Linked DNA regions of Zea mays: regions 1 and 3 are each linked to region 2. A link is a contact called in public Hi-C data. All regions are on one chromosome and are shown on one strand. The core of a region is the stretch at or near the end of the contact, and the rest is flanking DNA. Distances in the headings are between cores, read along the strand shown. Region 1 holds the start of LOC100284681. Region 2 holds the start of LOC100501566 (Glutamine-dependent NAD(+) synthetase). Region 3 holds the start of LOC100282908.

Evidence for each region. A called contact is a pair of places that touch in the nucleus more often than the background predicts.
Region 1: a contact with region 2 is called in a Hi-C map of ear, with 2.4 times the contacts expected there. The contact joins the promoter of LOC100284681 here to the promoter of LOC100501566 in region 2. A contact is called at or near these places in 4 of 25 Hi-C or Micro-C datasets (ear, leaf and tassel).
Region 3: a contact with region 2 is called in a Hi-C map of leaf, with 4 times the contacts expected there. The contact joins the promoter of LOC100282908 here to the promoter of LOC100501566 in region 2. A contact is called at or near these places in 7 of 25 Hi-C or Micro-C datasets (bundle sheath, ear, endosperm and 2 more).

What each region holds. Positions count from the first base shown.
Region 1 is chr2:161,802,848-161,807,088 of Zm-B73-REFERENCE-NAM-5.0, forward strand. It overlaps LOC100284681, which reads right to left and starts at 2,767. Exons shown (of 12, transcript NM_001157576.1): 1 at 2,287-2,767; 2 at 1,236-1,366; 3 at 768-809; 4 at 38-149. The coding sequence starts at 2,547.
Region 2 is chr2:161,463,530-161,468,073 of Zm-B73-REFERENCE-NAM-5.0, forward strand. LOC100501566 (Glutamine-dependent NAD(+) synthetase) reads right to left here and starts at 2,911. Exons shown (of 3, transcript NM_001196258.1): 1 at 2,577-2,911; 2 at 1,502-1,807; 3 at 123-1,140. The coding sequence starts at 2,770. The coding sequence ends at 822.
Region 3 is chr2:161,724,607-161,729,170 of Zm-B73-REFERENCE-NAM-5.0, forward strand. LOC100282908 reads right to left here and starts at 3,309. Exons shown (of 9, transcript NM_001367095.1): 1 at 3,134-3,309; 2 at 2,865-2,941; 3 at 2,640-2,762; 4 at 2,038-2,142; 5 at 1,006-1,078; 6 at 377-448; 7 at 1-167. The coding sequence starts at 3,248.

The DNA.
Region 1 (4,241 bases), core at 1,517-4,016, 340 kb after region 2:
TTATGACAGGATTCTATCTTATACTTTCAGAGTATACCTCAGGTTTCATGTCCCGATGAACCAAACCATGCAGGTGGCACTCAGCTGCAACCTTGAGCATCTGTCGGACAACTACTGCAGCATCTTTCTCGCTGTAACGACTATCTTTCCTGTTCAGGCACAAAATATGAATTCCAGCATAAGATGCCTTCTAGATACATCAGAACAGCAGCACTATATAGAAAGAGTGTAAAGTGTAAACACAGCATAGATGAGTAGGAAACTATGATGTCTTCTTTTCTAAAAGAAGTATGGAAGTGACTAGGATGTCCCATCTCAATACATCAATAATGCTAGATATACATATCAAGAAACTTCTTATCATATACGGACTCTTGCCATGCTTCACTGTGCAGTGTCAATATAAGACAGAGACGAATCAAATTATAGCGAAACCTATATGGCTATATCTAGTAGGCTCAGTATCTAGACAATACTATCTTCATAAGAAAAACTATTGTGTTTATGCTCTAGTACAAAAAATTACCAGACAATCAAAATAACAAAAGCAGAAATTCAAGAAATATTCTGGAATCCACTCTGAAAAGAGAAATGACACGTAAAAGAAACACTTAGTTGAACAAAAAGAGGTAAATACTTAGCTTAACCTTGCGCTGTTGCGCATACTCCATATAAGTTAACAGAGGGAGAACACATAATACGACACTTGTGCAACAAGGGTAAGATAAGAGCTGTCATAGACATCTAAGCATTATGATATTTCTTACTTGGCTAATATCCGATCAAGTAGCTCGCCACCCTCACATAATCTGACAAAATGAACAAAATCAATGGAAGTCAGATATTTAATTAGCTTGTGCAGTGAGAAAAGGGCCAGGAACCATCAGAATTGCTTGCAAACAAATATAATCTGCCCTTTTGTCCTGAATTCTCTACAAACCAGCATTATCGTAGAATTTCTCCAAAAATATGATGCTATTAGATTTTGAATATGACATAACAAACTCATGTCCTCAAACTCCCAACTGCCCTGATGGGCCTTACTATGATAACTCATCCATAAAAGTAATGGAAAATTTTCTGACAGAAGGCTAATCAAACATCTATAGACCACTCTTAAGTCATATTTGATCAGGTTTCCTACAGAATCCTTGGTGGTTATATATTCACACAAACCTACCTATAAATGGAACTTGAAAGATTACAAGAACAATGAGATATTTTCCATAACTTACTCCATGACTATATAAACATAGTTGTCATCTTCGAATGCATTGTAAAAGTGTACAACATTTTCGTGCCCTTGTAATGCCTTTAAGATTTTAACTTCTCTCTTTACGTCTTCAACAGCAACAGGAAGGACCATCTGCAAGGAAAATAGCCCATTTGTGTCAAGTTAATTCTGTAGATTATATTTCAAAATATGAGTTAGTTCTGTACTTTTCTTGATATTATGAACAAATAACACTCTATGATGTACTGATAGTGAATGCGCATAGGAACAAATGTAAACCAACATGTGTCCGTTGAGGCCAAGGATCATTTTTGGAAGTGTTATATTTCTTATACAGCCTATTTCATTACAGATAAAAAAGAATGATCAGTTACCTTCATTTAGACAAAAGTGCAGAAAACCAAATATGTTCCTAATACCGTTATGTCACAACTGCTTAAGGCCAAAGAAGAGCTGTCATTATCCATGATCCATGATATGCTCATCAATAAGTTTTGTAATACAGACGCAATTCGTGACACTGAAAACGAGAACCAAACCATCAGTGGTGAACTCATGATCTCTGTAGCTTCCATGGCCGCTAATCAGTAGATCTAACTTGCCCACACTATGTAATCTAATCCAAAGATGAGGAGCTCTCTCCTACGTGTTCTCGGAAAGGAAAAGACTGCCCAAATTAGCAGATGTGTACAGTAACACCAAATAAGTCAGCACGTCTTTTCTTTTTTTTAGGGCAAGTCAGCATAGATGTCTTTATTTGAAATTCCTGTTTCTGCCGATTTGTCCATGTGCAGTGTACCGAGGCAATTGGCATTTGGCAACTTGTGACTTTTCCGAAGCTACCGCACTCGTGATAAACGAGAAGCACCAACAGCAAAACCTGCAGGCTAGCCCAGCTGGCGGCGTGACACAGCATAACTACACAATGAGGTCTCAGGCCTGGCCCACCCGTCAGCCAGCCAGCAACACGAGACGCTCCTCCGCCGATAAGGTAATGAGAAAAGGAACGATGAAGGCCCGGTCACCGGCGATCAGAGCACGAATAGCAGTACCTTATTCTTGTCGATGCGCTTGACGGCGACGCGCTCGGTGGAGGCGCGATCGACGGCGGCAAAGGTGTAGCCGAACTGGCCGTGGCCCAAAAGCTTCCCAAGCGAGTAGCGCACCTCGAAATCCTTGTCGTATCCGAAGTCGGTCCGCTTCCCGCACGCGACGATCCCGCGCCCCTTCTTTGCCGCGGCGGCATCACCCGCGGCTGCGGCGCCGGGGTCGGAGGCGGCCCGGGCGGCGGTGGAGGAGGAGCAGAGGCCCATCGTCAGTGGCTCCTTCCGGTGCCCCCGCAACCATCAATGGTCTAGGGGATTCGGAGTCAAAGGAAGAGGAGACTTTGTACTAGCTCGTTCTTTGGGGAGACTCGACGCGCCTCTCTCTTCTTCAGTGATCTGGTGTGATGGCGATGTCGTCGCCTCCTCCCTCCTGCCTGGTTTCGGGAGTAAAAAAAATGGCGGTGGCTCCGCGTCTGCGACTTGGCCCGCCGCGACACCTTGGCTGCCCGTCAAGATGACGTTGTGGGGACTGGAGAGGTGGGGCCCGCGTGTCGGTAGGTGGGCTGATTTTAGGGGCCGGTGAGGCGGGTTGGGTGGGGAGGGTGCGGGGTGACGTGGCGGGGAAATGGGAAGGAAAGAAAGGCGACGCGATTTGTGCGCGGATGTTGGTGACCTGGTGGCACCGTGTTGGACAGTTGGAGTCCCCGGGCCGGGTCCCCCCCACGGTGAGGGTGTTCTTTTTTATTATTTTCTTTCAATTGTACTAGGTGGATGGCCGTGCGTTGTAACGGGAAGATAAAATATCACGATAACTAATGTACAATTGTGTTATAATATTATAGGAAAAGGTTTCGTAATTTATTTGTGATCCTACCCATACATTAATATACAAAAACACTAATTATTATTCTATATTTTTGTTAGTATCACTAAAAGTAGATGTTTACATACCTTAAAAAATATAGGTGTATATTCATCTGTTGCTATGGAATCAATATGATAAGATACATTGATATGCAAAAATACTAATTATTATTCTATACTTTTGTTAGCATCACTAAAAGTAGATGTTTTCATACCTTAAAAGATATAGTAAGGTACGTGCCAGAGTAAGTCACTTTTTAAGGAATATACTCTGACATCATGAACTTAGAAAACTTGCTAGCAGCAATCCATCGCCTACTGCTTGTCTCTCTAGAAGAGGTAGCCAGCTCCCCTTCCTTCAAATACATGGAATGCTTGGTGTGATTTGAGTACAAGGAATGACAATTTCTACAATCAGAAGCTGCTAACTGCATACAAGCAAAACAAAAGGAATAATTCCATTTCACATTGAATAAGAGATTAGAAGTGGGAGCACAACTCGTTTGTCAGTTTTTTTGCCGAAGCCCGACGAAAATTACAAACAAGAAATGGATAGAGCAAGAAAAGGAGTGCTCTAAATTAATGACATCTAAGTAAAAGACATAAACCTTTTCCTTTCTGCTTCTATGTACCCTACATAAACAACCCAAAACTTAACCCCCTAGTTTGCAGACCGTGGGTTTGTTGCTGCTGCTCATCACTAACAAATAACAATAAAATCAATACGATAAAAAATTACAAGTAAAATGTCATTGAATTGCATACTGCAATTCTTTATAATAGAGCGAGGAGGGAATCTCGCCTCCCACATGGTCCACATCTTCACCATTATTTTCAGTCGATCGATCTCATATCCACGTCTTCTGAGTGCAACTCGCACATGCGTGTACAGTACCTCCTTTGCATAAGGCTGCAGTGTGCGGTCCATCCTGATGCCACAAGAATCTTCCAGACGGGAGACGAAAGCGCGCCACAGTGGTAAAAGGGAAAATGGAGGAACCATCGTTGTCTCCGCCGAGCCGTGCCACCATCTGCTTACTTCCTTATCTCACCAACATTGTAGGCGATTGGTTCCTTTCTTTTCGATTCCTGTGTTT
Region 2 (4,544 bases), core at 1,661-4,160:
TAACCCCTTTTGTTTTACAATACAGCTTAGCTAAACTTCAACGTTTACTGTTGTGTGTCCCATTAGAGCACAACTGTGCAGTTATTGTGGAAATGGATACTATTTTAATAATGCCGCCTTTTGTTTAAGTTGCTTTGTACAAGCTTAGTCGTGCATAAGTGCTACAATATATGGAAGATATCCGTGCTTCTAGCTACTTAGGATTCAAAACTATTCTCCATTTATGTAACCAAACAGTTTGTGGCAATAAAGTTTGTGCCAATTATACTTTTGGTATATTAAAACTAGCCTAGGGTTTGATTAAATCCTGGATCTGCCACTGGATTCATGGATAAGCACCTACTGCCCCCAGCCATCAGCAATTATGAGGAATAGCTACATGAGTTATTTGTAAGAATACTTCTAAGAATTCCATTCATAACATCACAGCCCCTCTGTCAGGCTACCCAAAACCACTAGGTCCAAACAGACATGCCATGTATCCTACATACAGCTTCAGTACTGCAACCTCCGACAACAAAGGAGAGGACAAAACATTTTGCTCCCCAGTTTTGTTTGTTCAGTGGATAATATCATGTGGATGAAAACAGACATTCAAATCAGGTATAAAAGAATTAAAAAATCACCAATGTCATGTTGGAGATAATAATAAGTTAGTTGATAGGTTTTAATAATGAACGTCAGAAAATATAGAAGGGCAGACCTAGTGACGAAGGCTCCCAAACAGGGGTATGGGGAAGGGATAAACCGAAGCAAGCCTTACCCTGCAAATGCGGAGAGGCTGCTTCGAACCCAAGACCTGGTGACTCAGTGAGATACTCTCACCACTGCACCAGGCCTGAAAATATAATTACATCATGAATCAGATAACAAAGAAAAAATCTGCAAGAGCACAAATAACGACATTTTGAGATACCGTAATAAAGGCGGCCACCATCGCAACCCTGCTGATTAGCATACATGTAAACACCGCCACATGTTTGGGTTGCACTCCTTATGGAATCAATACGAAGATTGAGCTTCCTTAACTGATGGTGGCTTCCACTTGCATTCATGAAAACCTCAACACCATTCAATGCTAAGTCAATCCGAGGAGCGTTTGCTGTAAAGAGCTCTTCACAGGTTTCAGCAGCCAAAGACCTGGACAAAAGGAGAAAAAAGATCAAATAGTAACTAATGCTTAAATAGTGTTTTATCATCAATAATACAATTACAGGTAGTATATAAATTCACTAGTTTATGAAGCATATAAACTAAACCTTCATGGATAAACTGCAGAACATTTCAAGCTCAGAAAGTGGTGTGTCTTATTTCATTCCAATATCCAACTCGGTTTGAAAAAAGGTTTAAATTCAGCTCTTTGATACCATGTACTCCTACATGATGAATTGACTTCACATCCATGGCAACAAACCAATATTTTTATCTAGAACATTCACTAGAAAAGCAGGAAGCTAAAAGAACAACCACAGAAACAAATTCAAGCACCATTCATACTTACACATCTATAAACCGCATGTATCCATAACCAAAAGGCACCGTATCCTGGGATATTGCCTCTGAGACTTCAACGGGGAGCTGAAAATCAACAATCTCGCCTTTAAATGTCCAAGCAGAAAACCAACGGAATTCCCGATAATTTCCATCATTTGCAAGGGACATCTTTGGTCGGATCATGATTATCTTACGATTTAGGCAGAAGACCTGGCAATTATACCGCACACTATTGAAAATAACTGGCATTCCTATGCTGCATAAGATGTTGTCCGTATAGTCCCCAGTTAAAATGTCCTTTAAGCACTCCCATCTGCAGATTGATACACATAATAACTAACAGCAGCTGCATATAATACATAGACAGATAACAGAACACAATGCATGAATAATATAGTGTATTTCATATAAGGAGTGCATATTTAGCAGCTGTGTCAAGATAAATGAAATGGTTTGAAGTCCCTGAATGCAGAAAAATACAACTTAAAAGGCATGGATGATTTGGTTGTCCAGTCATACCTTTTTATTTTTTACTTGTCAATTTATTTAATTACATGTTCTTTTGTATACCGGACAGAGATAGTTTTCCTATAAAAAGACTAAAGGCCTGTTTGGTTCGATACCTAACTTGTCACACTTTACCTAAGGTTAGTTCTTAAATTTAAACGACTAACCTTAGGCAAAGTGTGTCGCAGTTAGCCACGAACCAAACAGGCCCTAAACTTGATTAGTACAACTCCTAGACAACATAGCTAATTCAACCAAGGTGGAGAAGAGAAGTAACCCATTCCACCCGAAGTGAACTGGTTCCACCAGAGTGAATTAAAAGTAACTGAGTGAAACAGAAGTAGCTTATCCTATCCTACCAGAATGTAATCTAGCAGAATCCTCCGAACTGTTAAAAAAGATTTAAGGCTCTATCACACAGCCACTGTAATATAGTACGGCATGCTCTTATCTCCAGGAACAGAATAGTTAGAAAAAGGAGTAGAGGACTAACGAATTATATACAATATGAGGCATGGGAGTCGAGCAGGGCCAGCCGAGACTATTGAGATAGAAAGTAGTAGGCGCTGACGTACGCGTGGGCGGTGGTGTCCTGCTCGAGGAAGTGGTCCTCGCAGCCGTAGCCGGTGAGCTCGAGCTCGGGGCCGACGCGGATGACGGCCCCAGCAGCCTTGGCGCGCTTGATGGACTCCTTGACGTTGCGGAGGTTGGTGTCGAAGTCCATCGCCCACTGGTTGAGGTTGCACGTGGCGACCCGCAGTAGCCTCATCTCGCCCGCCACCCAGATCAGGGGCCACTCCCTTCCTCCTCCCTAATCGAGACCGCCGACCTGCGAGGCTCGTTGGTTCGGCTTTCGGGGCGCGAAGGGGAATTGAATGCAGCAGTCGGCCGGCGGCGGAAGAATATTTGGTTTCGGCTCTGGCCTCTGGCTGTGGCCTGTGGGGGATCGAATCACAGAAGAACATCGAAAGCACCGGAGGCGTGCCCGCGTGGGCGGCTCGCCCGGCTCCAAAGGTCGAATCGGCGCCAGCTGTCTGCTGGAATCCACCTGTCAGAACTCAAAGCCCTACGCTTAGGCTGCCAATGCCTCGCCTATACGTAGAGATCGTCGATTCTTCACGGGCAATTTTTTCTATTAGAGGATGAAGATGAGAAAACATTTACTCCACGAGAATATAAACGGGTAAAATTCATTCTCCGACGACGCGTAAACAGGATGGAGATAGAGAAGCATTCTTCATCCCGTTCCGCGCAGGGACTCATTAAATTTGTACGTGACGGATTATTTTACTAATTAACGATAAAAATAAATAATTACCTTATTAAGAAACCATTAATTATACAAAGTATGCATAATGATTTCTTACATCTGACAATGTGTATAAGTGACAATGTTTTACATTAATAACAAAGATCGTATGTCCTAATTATAATTTAAACGGGGATGAGATCCCGTTGGGGATTTATCCCCGCGGTGAACAGAGATGGGAAAGAAATGTTCCTCGCAAGCGTTCATGGGATCCCCGCGGAGAATTTTTTTCGTCGCGGGAACGGGGATGGGGAGCTATTCTCCGACGGGGAATTCCTCGTTGCCATCCCTACCTATAGGTTGCACTGAGATGGCACTGCAACGGATTCGAGTCAGGACTTGTGGGTTTTAAATTTGTCGAGACTTTGTTTAGCTACTCTAGTATTCACTTCAATCCAATACATATATATATATATACTGTATTTATATATTACACCTGGGTGCATTCAATATAGAGAATGCACCCAGGCCGAACCTATGTGCCAGGTCCGAGCCAACCGTCTCACCCAGGCCGGTTTCGTCCCTCCCGCACGCTCCGGACAGAACCTTTTCATTTTCCCGCCCCCGCCCCTTTTTCTCCGTGAACGGCTCCTCCGCGAACGGCTCAACCTCTTCACATAAGTTGCAATCACACCAGACTTGCAGTTGCAATTATACCAGACAGCAGTTGCAATCATTGTTTTTGTTTAACAGATTTTTGGACATAGTTATATAGAAGTTGCAATCACACCAGACCAGCAGTTGCAATTACACCAGGCAGCAGTTGCAATCATTGTTTGTTTAACAGATTTTTGGACATAGTTATATAGAAGTTGCAATCACACCAGATCAGAAGTTGCAATTACACCAGACAGTAGTTGCAATTATTGTTTGTTTAACATATTTTTGGACATAGTTATATAGAAGTTGCAATCACAACAGACCCACAGTTGTAATTACACCAGACCAGTAGTTGCAATCTTGTTTGTTTAACAGATTTTTGGACATAGTTATATAGAAGTTGCAATCACACCAGACCAGCAGTTGCAATCATATTTTTTAACAAAATTTTTCAGAGTTATTCAGTACTTGCAATCACATAAGAGCAACTCAGCAGTTGCATCCACACTACACCAGCAGTTGCAATTACAACACACTATCGATTGCAATCATTTTGTTTACATTTTTTAACAGATATTTGAGTAAAATTATACAACAGTTGCAATCACACATAATGCGGGCTTGCAATCCCACC
Region 3 (4,564 bases), core at 2,059-4,558, 260 kb after region 2:
ATAGTTAACCGAGCCTTTGAAAACTTGTCGACAATTGACAACAATATCTTCAATAATGTGCATATGTAGCCATATGCTCTCTGCTTGGGTGCATACAACTCCACCTGGACGCAAAGCTCTGGCCACCAACTGGAAGAAAGGCTTCTCAAAAAGCTCTTGAGCAGGACCTGGTTATGCAGGGAGACGTTGATGAAACATTAACAGAGCAGTAGGTACGAAACACATTAGGGCCTGTTCGTTTGTACAGGATTAGACCAGGATTCATTCCAACTTATCAAAACCTACATAAATTAGAGAAACAATCCGGCCAGGAACCGTTCCAGGCCTTCAATCCGTGAAAAACGAACAAACCCTTATTAAGATTAACCACAGTTACCTATCGGATCAGATGAGTCCACAATTACTGCGTCATAAGTACCTTCTGGAGCATTTTTCAAAAAGGCAACCCCTGCATCAGCATGCCAACAGAGATTTTAAACAACACATAAATATGTAGCACAAATGTATTAATCAAATACATAGCATAAACATCCATCAAATAATGAAGTGAGCCATTAAAAATCAATATTAATATTTTAAAAGATATCGGAAAGAAAGGACATGACAAACTATGCAGGGATATCAAGCTGAAGCTGGAACTGTGGAAATAAAAAGCAGGGGCCAGGCCCAGGCACTATCAGGGGAACTTCAAAATGTAGCATATGCCAATTTAGTTATGGACCAAATAATAAACAGAAATAGAATTGTCATTCAAAATAAACTAATATAATAATACACATTCAAAAGTCCAACAGGAATTAACATGGATGAGACACAAACCCAACTAAAATACCAACACAAGTTGAAGTGTTGAAAGCAGAAGTTGTGTATCCTATGTATTGATTGCAATAAAATTCAAGCTACATTTGAATCAGGGACAGATAATGCTCACATGTTGTCTCCCAAATAAATATTATGCAAAGCAAAACAAATCTTGATAAGCACATAATATAACATGCTACTAACCATCTCCAATGTGTAATGACACACGAGGGTCTTCAAATCCAACAGCTAAATGAGGGAAAAATTGTTTGGAGACCTGCAAAATGGAATAAACAATTAAAAATAAGTAACACAAGAGACAAAACATTGAAAAGGCTATATAACTGTTTAAGACAACAACAAAGCATTTTAGTTCCAAGCAAGTTAAATTAGGTTAACAAAATTTCTTTAAGAAATTTGCTTGGGTAGGTTAACAAAATTGCTGTAAGAAATTTGCTAAATCTAGGGAGGTGATTACATCTACAAGACTACAACAGACAATAGTTCATCAAACTGGCAATAATCATGAAACAAAGAACACCTAACATAAAAACACAGATAATGCTATCAGAGCAACTATTACACAAGACGGTATTTAAAAAAACGATAGCATATTACAAAATTTTAATTAATAAAACATTTTGTATTGTGTGATGCCAAGCAACATCATTTCATCAGTATGCTTCCCACTAGTTCCATGCAATGAAATAAAATTGGAATCGATCTTGTGTGATATCTAGCAACAGCCAAAGATAGTGTTTAAGTGGCACAGATTGCATCAGCACACTGTTAGAAACAAGTTCCTCCTATGCATACAATTACATCAAGGAGGGACCTCATAGTATATTACTGTTTGTGGTCCATTTGGCAAAATGAGATGAATGAAAAGGAAACAGAATCATCAGACAGCAAGCTTACATAGCTAGGATTGTACCAGGGAAGTAATACCAAGCAAAACACAAGCCCAAAAGAGAAGATACAATTAGAAACAGTATTATTTCACTTAGCTGCTCCTAGAACTTGAGGTCAGATCAGAATGGCACAAATCAGTAGTAAAAAATGCAGTATCAAAATACGGAAATGAATGCATTTTAAACATTGAAAACAGCACAGCAGAAGCAGCTAACATCACAGTCAAAAAAATCAAGTAAATGAAGTAATACCAGTAAAATCAATTGAAGACCTAAATTTGAAGCAGCTAACATCACAGTCCAAATACAGGAAGAGAAATCTTACATCTACCACCATCTTGTCAATTTCACAGATGTCAATTTGTTCCACAGAGGAATGCCGTGAAACCTCACGCAGAACACCACCGTCACCCCCTCCAATAACCAACACCTGTGTACCATGAAACAATTTAAAGTTACATCCAATAAATTTTAGAAACTATTCGCATTCACCATTTTGAAAAGTATAAAAAACACCTAGTTAATGAACTTGGCAATACAACCACATTCTAACATTTTTTTTACAACAGACTTCTCCAGGCACTACAAGTTTTCAAACAAATTATAAACGAGAACTGTAAGTAACCGATGACCTATTCTTACATCTGTTTCAATCGATGCAAATAGCATCAGAGTACACATTTTAATGCTAAACACACCACATCATGTACGTGATTATCCTTGGCTATGATCCCGCAAGTATTTCAAATTCGCCTCAACAATCATGCCATAATAAGCTAATAATTGCAGTTTCGATTTAGTCTATTTGCCATAAAAATAAATGAAGAAATGCATTCAGCTTATTTTCTAATAATTGTATATAAGTCAAACAAAGATGTTCATAAAGGCAAGGTACCAACAGCGAAAACAAAAGATTATGGCATGTACCTTCTTGGGGTCTTTGATGGAGCAAAGGGGCAGGTGAGTGATCATCTCTTGGTACGCACACTCATCCCTCTCCGTCACCTGAATAACTCCATCGAGGACGAGCACCTTCCCGTACGTAGAGGACTACAATTTGAAATGCAAAACAGAGAGGCACAGAATCAAGCCCAGTTGACGAATCGCAGGTGGGGTTTAGGTGCGCCAGCAAATAGGGTAATTAACGATTACCTGAAAGACCATAACGCTTTGGTAGTCTGACTTCCCTTGGAACAGCACCTTGTCCACCTTCAAAGAGTGCGCCTCACCTGCCATTTAGTATCCACCAAAATAGACCCACGAGCAAGGGCAAACGCACGTGGTCAGCATGAGCAGGCAGTGACGAAAGAAGAATATCCGAGCTCCGAAGGGAGAGTGTGTGCGCTCGACAGGACAGGAGAGCATCACGATGCGCAGCAGAGGAGCGGAGCGAATAGGAGGCGCAGAGCAGCGGAACGCACCGGGCCACATGGGGCTGATCTCGGAGAACCATCCCGGGATGACGGCGGAGATCCCCGCCGCGGCGGCGTCCTCCCCGCTGTCCCGCGTCCTCTTGGCCGCCGCCTCGGCTTCCATTCCGAAACCCTGAGCGCGCGAGGGAGGGGTGTGCGGGCTGGCGGCTGCTGGGGAGTGGGAGAGGGGCGCCGCGCTCGCAGCCGCGTTTGCCTTCTGCCTGCGAGGGTTTGGGGTTTGCTCGCCACGCCGTATATAAGAGGAGGGCCCGGGCCCGGCCCCGGCAAGCGGCGCGGCGCCATATTCCACAGGGCCTTTGATGCGCTGGCCGGTGGAGCCACCGCTTTGCGGGGCGCCCCAAATCACTGCGCCGAGTGGCCGTCGTCGTCGTATGGGCGGGGGAGAAATGCTGCTGGATTTTTATTTTATTATATTCGGCGGATCAAACTGTGGGGGAATCCTGCTTTATTTATTATTCGATTCCATGATGCCCCCCTGTTGATTGACGTGCGTGCATGCCTGTCGTATTGGATGCTGAGCTATTTGAATTTTATTTTTTTATTGAAGAAAAATAGACTGCCTCGACACGAGTACGCACGCTAGTAGTAGCTTCACCGCTGTGTCCGACGGCCGTTCCATCGTTCATTCTAGCGATGAAAGTGGTAATCCGAACTGTTAGAACAAATTTAATATTTTAAAATAGATATTTATAAAATTTGATGTTGATCTTTTCTTATGTTATCAAGCACATTAGTACAAATATGAATAAAATATTATATAAGTTGTTTTATGTATTATTTGCTCCCTACAACACAAAAAGTTGAAAAAATTACCGAATTTGTTTCCGAATCCATACCGAAGTTTATATCTATTATTTGAGAAAATGTAGGATGAATTTGAGGTTTACCTTTTATGAATCTTAACAAGCTGGATGTTAAAAACAAGAATACAAATTTGTATTGTATATTCTATATCCTATTTGTTCGCAATCAAAGGAAAAACTGATTACCGAATAAATACCGTTTCCGACCGTTTTCATCCCTAGTTCATTCAATTTATTCAAGGATGAGCTGCTGCGTTTTCCTTCCTGTCGCTGGGACGCTGGATGCGTGAGGATGAGTCGATGAGCACCTCTGTTGGGGGTTGTGGCACGTCACACTTGCCCTCAGTCTCACCAACTCCACTTCCGGCGAGAGTTGCGACCGCTGCAGTGGTCGTGTGCACCGCATAGAGGCGCTTGTGGACCGGTCAGCGTCTAGGCTCAGGCCTCTTTTGCTTAGTAGAGGCGGTAGAGCATCTGCAACAGTTATGGGGTGTTTGGTTTGAGGAATGAGTTAGTCTATCATCTTCTCACTCCTCACTATTTTTGTTTGGTTTGTGGAATAGAATGAGTTGATCCATCACCACCTCATTCCTTATATTTAGTTAGTTAGTACTAA